Linked DNA regions of Mus musculus: region 2 is linked to region 1. The links are chromatin contacts, called in public Hi-C maps. All regions are on one chromosome and are shown on one strand. The core of a region is the stretch at or near the end of the contact, and the rest is flanking DNA. Distances in the headings are between cores, read along the strand shown. Region 1 has its middle 270 kb from the start of Adgrl2. Region 2 has its middle 220 kb from the start of Adgrl2.

The links. Hi-C and Micro-C count contacts between places; a contact is called where the count stands out from the background.
Region 2: a Hi-C map of Sertoli cells shows a contact between it and region 1, with 2.4 times the contacts expected there. The contact joins two enhancer-like sites. A contact is called at or near these places in 1 of 15 datasets of contacts at CTCF or cohesin (the NIH/3T3 cell line), 10 of 484 Hi-C or Micro-C datasets (the C2C12 cell line, Sertoli cells, granulosa cells and 6 more) and 1 of 115 datasets of contacts at active chromatin or transcription factors (the 230-238 cell line).

The regions. Positions count from the first base shown.
Region 1 is chr3:148,677,517-148,682,625 of GRCm38.p6, reverse strand. No RefSeq gene overlaps it. Among named protein-coding and RNA genes, the nearest start is that of Adgrl2, 270 kb to the left of the region's middle. Within about 2 kb of position 2,210, at least 16 of the 459 cell types and tissues checked have an H3K27ac peak or open chromatin away from gene starts, as enhancers often do. A contact at or near this core is called in Sertoli cells, where this site is marked.
Region 2 is chr3:148,731,512-148,736,620 of GRCm38.p6, reverse strand. No RefSeq gene overlaps it. Among named protein-coding and RNA genes, the nearest start is that of Adgrl2, 220 kb to the left of the region's middle. Within about 2 kb of position 2,615, at least 39 of the 459 cell types and tissues checked have an H3K27ac peak or open chromatin away from gene starts, as enhancers often do. A contact at or near this core is called in Sertoli cells, where this site is marked.

The sequences.
Region 1 (5,109 bases), core at 961-3,460:
CATAACAAAGAGAAGAACTAATGAGCGGCTGTCCAGTTCAGAGAGCGGCAGCTGAGCTGAACAGTACACTCAGCGGTATCTCTGCTGCTTAGTAACATTCCCTAAAAGAAATTAAACTTTTTGTATTCTTGATTTTTAGAAAAATGACAGAAATTGTTGAGTAGTTTTTTGGCCAGATTTTACAAGCCAGAAAACATGCTTTTCTTAATGTGGAATGATTGGAAGTCAATCTGAGCAGAAACAAGTAATGACACTAACCTGAATAGTTAGGGTCGGACTTCATTTTTGAAATGCGGTCAGTTCTTTCAATTCTCTTGGTGCTCCAAGGCTGAAAAAAAAAAAAAAAAAACACTGTAGGATTTGAACTCTGAGCTTAGTAAAAGGTACCCTAACCACCTGCAAATGGGTCCACAATTTAGCCAGAAAAATGCTAATCAGCTGCCCAATATGGTTGCAGGTTATTTTAGGGTGGTCAATTGTTAGTTTTAAGATTTTATTATTAGATTTATTTATCCTTGTTTTTATTTATCTGTTTATTTGTTTATTTATTTGCTGGTTTTGCCTGCTTATACCAATGTGCACCAGATTTGTGTCTGGTATTTGTAGATCTCAGAAGAGATGGGCAAATCTTCAGAAATTAGCTATGGATTATTGTGAGCTGCGATGTGGGTGGTGGGGACTGAGCTAGGGTCCTCTAGAAGAGCAGCCAGGGCTCCTAACCACTGAGTGTCCCCACCCAGAAGTTGACATTTTTCAAAAGCTAATATTTGCAGCTTTTAACTAGCTATTTCTTTATACTAATTATAGTATAGTTCATAGTAATGTTGCCATTTAGTGGAAGGCAGCCTGAGGTGGAATTGTCAGCCTCATTCATTTCTTCAATAAATAGTCAGAGTGTACTTCTTGCTGTGTGGTCTGGGCTAGAGGACAGTTTCTATTCTTTCTAATCCTGCTTTTTGTTAAGTATAAATTTATATGACTCTTCATTACAATTCACTCAGTATGATTCTGATTTTGCTATAGCAATAGAGGGAACATTTCTAGTTTATTTGTAAGAGGTATCTTTTATAATTTGTTGTTGCTTTGTTTCATTTTATTTTATTCATTTTATCTTACTTTATTGAGACAAGTCTGGCCTTGGACTCATTCTGGAGACCAGGGTGGCCTTGGACTCACAGATATCTGACAAACCCTGCCTCCCAAGTTCTGGGATCAAAGGTGTATACCCTCATGTCTGGTTCAAATTATACAGTTGGCTAGCAGTGATTCCACTGGTTTTGTTTGTGGTCCTAGGATTCTGATAGACTCTTTTGATCCTTGGGATCATGTGGGGTGGTGTACACAGATACAGTAAGGGGATGCCCTGCCAGTTTCTCTGGGAAGTTACTTTAAGCTTTCTTATCAAAGCTGGGGCCGAGTGACGTCATTAACAATTGAAAAGTAAATTAAAATGGCAACAGAGCCTCATTTTCAGAACAACACCGGATTTTGTGGCTTTGTTTCCTTCTCATGTTTCTATCCAGACAATTGGAAGTGTGGTTGCCTTAGATTCATACACATAGAACCTAAGACTAATCAGGAAGTGAAGTTCACCAACTAGAGTGCCCTGTGGCCACTTGGCACCCGCCCGTGGTCTCTCAGCAGTCGGAATACTCCTTTAAAGGACTTTAACTTAACCTTGAGATTGCAACCACCCGTTTGTGTTTGGAGCACTGCCATGCGACCTTGGGAAAATCCCGGCTCTAAATAGCAGCAGAAAGGAGACATCATTTCAAGTGCACATAAATGAGGGTTAAATGGACCACTGCACACAAAGTGTTTATCATGGCGCCTCATCTGCGCCTAGAATCCTATTGATAGCTTCTATTTTGTAGGTATATATTCACAAAACCCTCTACCTTCACTTGTCACTGTTCTGCCATTGTTGTCAGTTTAAAATTTAACCCTATCAGCTGGGAGAGATACGAGATAAATACATAGCTTTTGTGAAATATATGAGTATCTGAGTGTTACTGAATTCCCTAATGCATGCAGTTTCTTCTATTTATGAGAACAGAATTTTTCTGTTTTGTATTTTTTAAGACTTTTATAGGTAGAGCCATGCAAATCTTTGTTTTATATTAAGATATATATGGATACAAGACTACAGAGAGATGAATAGCAGAGCCCTGTGTTACTAGAGTGAGTAGGCTTTCTGGAAGGCTGTCATTTGCTAGCTATGTGACCTTGGGGTATTATCGTTTTGTGCCTGTTTATTCATCTGAAAAAAAAGTGGGTGGTGGCATAACAATTTTTTTTTCTCAGTAATGTTACAAAGTCTAAATACTGAAATGTACGTCAAGTTCCTAGAACACACAGTCAATACTTAGTAAATACTGGCTATTACAAACATGACTCATTGTGAATGATTTAAATATAGCTACTGTGTGTGTGTGTGTGTGTGTGTGTGTGTGTGTGTGTGTGTGTGTGTGTGTGCATGTTGAGGCTTAGAATTACAAAGTGCTAAATCAGGAAAATAATATTAGCGCTCGTATTCCATACATTCATCTCTCCCAGTTTTAATAATATATCCAATAACTATCTATGTTCAGCAATAGAGTGTTCAGTCATAGAGATAATGGTGTCAGGTATAAATGGCACAATTAAAAACACTACGGGAGCTAACTTACTCCGAAAGTTGCAATGCGAATATTCCTTCCTAAGAGCCTCATGGATGCACAGCGAGGGAGCATGAGAGCATCTTATTTTATTCCCTGATGGGAATCTATCCACATCAAATATACAGCATCCTTCTGCTGGCGGGCAACCTCTGCTGAGACTCCCGGCCTCATCATCCCGGCCTTTTAGAGACGGAGATAGCTGGGCATTGATTTCAATTTTTAAGGAGTCAATACATTATAAGTGTAAGTTAAAAGGGGAAGGATACCATGTGGTTCTTAGAGATATTTTGGGCTATGTCTAGTTTAAGACTACTAATATTAACACATATTTGGAGCTAAGCTCATGTATTATTGTCAAATGCTATTTCTACGGCATCTAAAGTGTTTCAAAATAGAATTTATGCAGTTTGTTTCAGGACTATGAAATTAATTTGTTCGTTGGTTCATGGAAAAGCCACTCAATAGGCAATCATGCTATGCTAAACACTCTCCTAGGCACAGGGGCACAAAGATGAGAACACGTTTCTGACCTTGGGAGATCTGACTCTGTCAGGACAGAAGGGAAAAGAAAAGAACTTTCAAACAATAGACACGGGGTTAAGTTTATAAGGAAGACCAAGAAGACAGGAGAAAGGTTTCAAATTACAGCCAAGAGCAGGGAGTGGTTTGTATAGGCTTGACCCAGGGAGTGGCACTATTTGGAGGTGTGGCCTTGTTGGAGTAGGTGTGTCACTGTGGGTTGGGACCCTCATCCTAGCTGCCTGGAAGTGAGTATTCTTCTAGCAGCCTTCAGATGAAGATGTTGGACTCAGCTCTTCCTGCACTATGCCTGCCTGGATGCTGCCATGCTCCCGCCTTAATGATAATGGACTGAACTTCTAAACCTGTAAGCCAGCCCAGACGAGCCTTGGTCATGGTGTCTTCACAGCAGTCACACCTTACTTACCTAAGAAAGGGAGTCACTAAAATCTTTTTAAGAGCTGAAACTCGGAGCAGTGGGCTGAGTAAGCTAATTTTGGCTTCTGTTGGACAATGGACTTTGGGCCAGTTGGGGAGAGCAGGTATATCAGGTCTAAGGGGATAATGACATGGGTAGGGAATGGCTGAACTGCTTGTGGAGCAGTGAGTATTCCCCATGAAGGGAACATAATAATCACTTTAGTTTCTTGAGGTGACGCTCTAGTGGCAGAGCACTGTGTAAACATCTGTAAGACCCTAGGGTTAAATCCCAGCACCACAAAACCCGAGAAAATTCCATGCTTCTCTCAGGCTTGGAGAAGCCCAGTTGCTGAGGGTACACTGAAGCATTAGGAGAACCTTGGACTAGAGTAGGATGAGAGGACCCCCTACTGTGAGCTACCCTGGGCAGCAAAAGCAGTCTGCTTAGACGGCTTTCTTCTGTAGAGAGCAAGATAGTGAACCAGACAGATCTGCTGTCCCAACAAGCAGCCATGTCTAGTTCCTGGCTGGGAGGGTTTGCACAGTAGATGTTTATTAGGCCCTGGAAGCTCCTTGAATGGGTACAAAGGGAGCTGTTAAGGGCAGTGAGCTGGCTCGGGCGCAGGGTCTCTAACTAAACTGATGAGTTTGAACTGTGTCCCCAAAGCTTCGGGGAGTCATCATGGCTTTTAAGCAGGGCAATGGCACCATTAGGCTTGAATTTTAAAAGCTCTTGTTGGCCTCTCTAATCTAACTGGACCGCAACTTTGTGTGCCTGAAGGGACCACCATGAGCTTACAGTGTTTTTAAGACTGGTGGTCACTCAGGCTGCCGAAGAGACTGGGGTCGCCACAGCCTTGGAGAGGCCATCTGGGGAGGTCTTAAAGGTGGCTGAAGGAATGTTGCTGGTTGAAGGAGAAGGAGACAGAAGCAGAGCCTGCGGAGAATTCCCTGAGCCTGCCTCAGAAACTGGTAGTGGCACTGTGAGCATGAGGGGGTCAGAGCCAGTACAGGGGAAGAGAAAGGCTGATTTCAGGGGCACTGGGCTTGGTTTTGGGAGCTTTGCTGTAAACATAAGTGGAGACATTTTTGAAACCTGTTGAAGTCTATAATGTAAAATGAAGATCTTCATTATCATAGTTAGCACCAGCTGCCAACTTGAGACAAACTTAGAGACTCCAGGGAAAAGGCATCCTTAGCTGAAGCGCCGCTTCCTTGAGATTGGCCTGTCAGACATTTTTTCCTAATTTTTAATTGGTATTGGAGGGCCTAGCCCACTGTGGGCAGTACTATGCATATGCATATGAACCTGGGCTATATAAGAAAGCTATTTGAGCAAGCCAGGGGATGTGTGTGGCAGAAGCCAGTAAACCTGATCCTTCTATGGTTCTTGCCTGAGTACCTGGCCTTGTTTCTTGGATGATGCACCTGTAAGCGGAATTAAACCTTTCCCCCACCCCCTCCACATTGTTTTCTGTCATGGTATTTATTACATCAACAATAAAGCAAA
Region 2 (5,109 bases), core at 1,366-3,865, 54 kb before region 1:
TCAGTTGGTAGCATTCTTACCTGGCATGCATCAAACACTGGGTTTTGTCTCCAGCACCTTATACATGGGTGTGATGTTGCATGTCTGTAAGTGTGGGAGTCCCCAGAGGCAGGGGATCCCTTCTGCAAGGCCATGCTTCACTATGAGTGAGTTCTTGGCAACCTTGGGCTAGAAAATTGTGTCAGCTTCAGTCTCTCTCACATTACTACCACCTGCAAAATCATGAGCTGAATGGAAGAGATCAAAAAGAGGGGCTTACGAGATACGCTAACCATCTTAACAACCCCAAACCATTCTTTTAAAATGTGTTTTTTATTATGTCCCTTGTCTTCTAAAAAAAAAAATGTTTTTTTTAGTACATGCCTTTGGCCCATTTGGGTAGGAGGGTAGGGCAGGGACAAACACATACACACATACACAGACACACACAGAGATTCTCTCTCTCTCTCTCTCTCTCTCTCTCTCTCTCTCTCTCTTTCTGGGAGGAGGAAGCTCTCAATGTGTGAAGAAAACTACCAATATTGGGGAGAAAAACTAGAAACAGCTGACCAAGGGTTACACATACACCAACACATAGAAATGCAGGAGAAAGCTGGTGTTAGGCAGATGACTCACAACAGTTCATGACTGATCCCCTTGAGTTCCTGACGGAGCAATGTACAACCTGAATTTAAAATAACTTTCTGCCTCCATCTTGATTGAAGCTGGTAAGACTTCATCTCTTTAGTGTCTGCTTCCTTCCCCTTAAAAATACTTCAAGCAATACGTACCGTTTGAAATTATTACGAGCACCTATATAGACTTATTCTTAATCCAATTTAATATTTCTTACTTGGCGCCTGTAGTGATCTAGGCCTTGTTATGAAGAACAGGAAGTTCTTCCGCTTATCATTTTACAAACATGCACTGAGCATAGTCCTGTTGTAGGTGTGGACTGAGTCCTGGAGGACACCCACAGAGATTTCGAGGTTCCCATGTGCCCCGTCTAGAATGTAGAGTTCAGCAAGTGCCACCAACACTGTCTCTGAGTTTGGTATCCTTGGCTGTGTAGATTCCCCAGGAAAAAAAAAAAGGGCAATTTGGTGTTGGGAGCTGAGAAGCCTCAGAAAATACAGTAGGGAAGAGAAAGAGTTGGGAGGAGAAGGTTGTCTTCTCAGCTAGCTGTGTTCTTGCCCTATTGAGGCTCTCTGCAGTAATTACAAATGAGAAAATTTCATTCAACTCCCATCACACCCATCGGTTCCACCCACACAACAGCTCCTAATATTTTCCTAACTTTATCCTTCTCAGTTTCTCCATTATAAAATGCAGGGTTTCAACAGATGATCTATAAAATCCCAGACAGTTTAATAAAATTCTGATTATATAATGCTTTTGCCTTCTAAATCCCTGCCTTATCAGCTGGCTCAGAGAGGAGAACTTGGCCTAATCCAAATATGTACGTGTGTGTGTGTGTGTGTGTGTGTGTGTGTATCCACAAATGTCTTTTCCAAGATTTAAGAAAGATCTAAAAGGAAGAAAGAAAAAAAAATAGAACCACAAGAATTTTAACACTATAAAACCTATTAAATAATTAAGTAAATAGGTATTTTAATTATATACAAAATGTAGAAAACAGAACAAACAATAAAAGTAAAAGTCTTATGTGACTTTAACATTTTATTTCTCTGTATAAGCATGTGGTTGTGCTATTCTATAGCTTATTTTTCCCTTAACAGTGAATTTTAAAAATAACCCCTCGTGTGTCCAATGTACTTTGGAATATATATCATTCTGTGTCCTACAGGAAATAAAGTGGAATTGACTTTTAATTTGGAATATATTTCTTAGTTCCATTCTTTTTTCAATATTGCTTAACAGGTCTAGTTTTGTCTTCAAGTTTCCACCCGACTTTGGATTGTCTGTGAACAACGAAGCAGGCTGCAGTGCCTGCCACATCTGCTGGGGGATGTAATCGTTAATGACAAGAACATAGCTCAGTTATTTTCGAAGGTCAAGATTGGCAGTAAACAGGGCAGAGACATTTGCAGAGAGCAAAGAAAAAAGGAAGGAGGGAGGGAGAGGGTAGAGTGGAGGGAGCCAGGGTGAATGGCTTACACATCTATGGGGCTCTCAGGTAAAATGATCTTCTCGTCTCCTCTTTGGCTGCCCAGCGCTGACCTCATCGGAGGGACGTAATCAAACAATATCGCTTTATATTCATTCTTGCAAAAGTCTTTGCACGGTGCAGAGGAGATTATGAGAGTCATTCTACACCCCACGCAGAATGTTATTATTTTACTATGTGGTTTGGAACCGGGGTGTGAAATTCCCCTTCGCTGGAGATGGAGAAGAATGGAATGTAATTTCTCAATTGGGAACACAATCTTAAAAGAACAACCAGCTTTAAAACAAAACTTCCTCACTCCTCAAACTCAGGAAACTTTAGCAAGAAGGTGACACCCTGCTTTAGTCAATGCAGTGGCCTTCTCCCCAGGAGAATATCTCTATTTTGCGAGTTCCCAAGTTCCTTTCATTGCTTTGTTTCTGTTTGGCAGGGCTGACCAGTTGACCTTCAAAAGGTAAGCTGGAAAGATTTGAAAGTGTGGGCATGGCTTCCTTCTGTCTCAGTGCTGTCCAAGCCACTAGACAGCGTTCAGTTGCTTTTTGATGCCACTCAATCAGAGCATAAGTATGCTAGCAGGGTTTAGGCTCAATATTCATGAACGAACTATTTTTATTTTTATAAATATGCTTGGCACAAATCAATACAAGTCAGCCCAGAGAAATAAAATCAGTATTATCTACAGTGGCCAGTGCACCACTTTTACCCCTCCAACTCTTCATTTCCTTGGAAGGCTAGTCGGCTTAGCCAGGCTCAGAAAAGCAGGCAGCGTGATTGTGAGCCCTCTTCGCTCAGCAGCTGCAGATAACTGCCCTTGTGGAGAGCGCTTAATCTCTCTGAGTTTCACTTTACAGCCCAGTGGAAAACCAGTACAGAAATATTAACTGAACTCTCAAGTGATTTGGTAGAAAGCAGCAAAAATTATAGAAGACAGATCACATGCGCTAGGCAAACATCCAAGGATAATTCGCTTCCTCTTTAATGGTTTTAAATCTTGGATGTTTGTTAAACAAATGATCCTTTCTCTGCACCGCCGTTTGCACACACAGCACAGGGCCTCAGGATGAGTGGCAGCCTTTGTCTTGGCCGTACCTGATCATCGTTAATGTTCTCGGTCTGCATCTTGTAGCCTGCCCAGGGGTGTCATTATCACAGACTCTCAGAGCCAACTACTACAGGCCCGATTGCCAGACTACGGAGTCAACCATGTTTTTTGTTTTTCTTTTGTTTTTCAAGAAAAAATAAGCTTGATAATGGTAATGGCACACTTTGAAACATCTGGAGTGTAGAAAAGATCTGTTTTTGGAACTTCCATTGCTTGCTTGTTCAACGTTTATACGTGGAGTTTACTCTCTGTAGTCCCCGGTTTTCCATTTGGGGAATTAAGGTTATAGTACTAGAAAAGAAAGGCCAGGTCTATGGTGTTAATTGGGAGATAAATACTGGAGCCAAGTAACAAAGTATGCAATGAGAGTCAAGGAGGGCTTTGGAAGACTCTGCCCATGGGGAAATGCCTGGACTGCAGGGGCAAGGATTCTTTCTGAGAACTGGTTTCACTGATAGAATCAGGCTGTCTACCTTGCCAGCCCTGACTCCAGCCAGTGCCACTGGTAACTTCCTACACTTGTCGCCACATGATTCTCTCCCCATCTTCCTGCAAAAACAGAGCTTTCACTTTTATACTTTAGTCACACTGATAAGCAAGTAGACTATTTGTTTCTATCCTTGAAACATACTAAAGGCGCTGGAGAGCTGGCTCAGTGGCTTGCAGCACTTATTGCTCTTGCAGAGGTCCTAGGCTTGGTTGTGAGCAACCACAAGGAAGCTCACAACCATCTATAATTCCAGGCCCAGGGGATCTGAGATTCTTCTGACCTCTTAAGGCTATTGTATGCATGTGGCGCACGTACATGCACACAGATACACATGCATATGCATTAGAAATAAAATAAAGATTCTGATAATATTTGAGCGGCAGATACGGCTCAGTAACTAAGAGTGTTTGCTACATGACCATAGAGACCTGCATTCAAATCCTCTGAACCCGTGTAAAGGTCAGCTGTACTCATGTACCTGTTACCTCAGTGCCATGGGAGGCAGAGATAGGAGGGGCTTGCTGGATAGGAGCCTAACTCTAGGTTCAGTAAAAGGGCCTGTCTACAGCGAGTATGGGGGAGAGAGGTAGAGGGTACTGACAGTCTCTTTGAACCTCACTGTACACAGACGCAAGCACACTTACACACATGTGCATACATCTAACACACACACACACACACACACACACACACACACACACACACACACACACACACTATCCCATCCACATCAAAACCCTCTCTGGGTGCAACATCACTTAACCTCTGCTTTTTTACATTGGGATTTTCTTGCCTTTGTTTGCTGTGTCTTCTTTCTCTTTCGGAGGCAGGCTAACCAAGCTTTCCCTGTCCCCCTCCCAGAAGCTCTCTTATCAAAGTCCCTGATAACTGCAGCACCGATAAAGTTTCCGGCTAGTTTTATAGCCCTAAACCATCAGGAGTATTAGCAGGGTTGATCATCATAGTCTTTGAAGTATCTGCTTCAGTTAGAATGTAGGGTGGTACTGACCTTGAACTTTGTCCTTCACCATGGACCCTGCTTTCCTTCCCTTTCCTCTTCTCCGCCTTCATTGACTGTTTAGGTAACTCAATAGACTTCAGTACCACTTCCTCATCAAGTCTCTTTAACCTCCCTTTCCAGTCCAGAGACCAAGACTCTTACCTAAGGGCCTTTCTGTGTATTTGACTTGTCTCAAAGGAAACAGTAGTAAGGATGGACAAAGAGAGCCTCCTTGGGAAAATAAAATAAACCACAGAATAACTCCACAAAGACCCGAAACCGAAACACACAACGACTGCAAGAACATTGCAGCCCTAGAAATGGTTTTCTGAGAGAAACAGCTCCTCTCAGTTTTGGGCCACTGTCTCCAGGGTCATTAGGCAGTAATAGCATCACTTCAAGAAGTTACT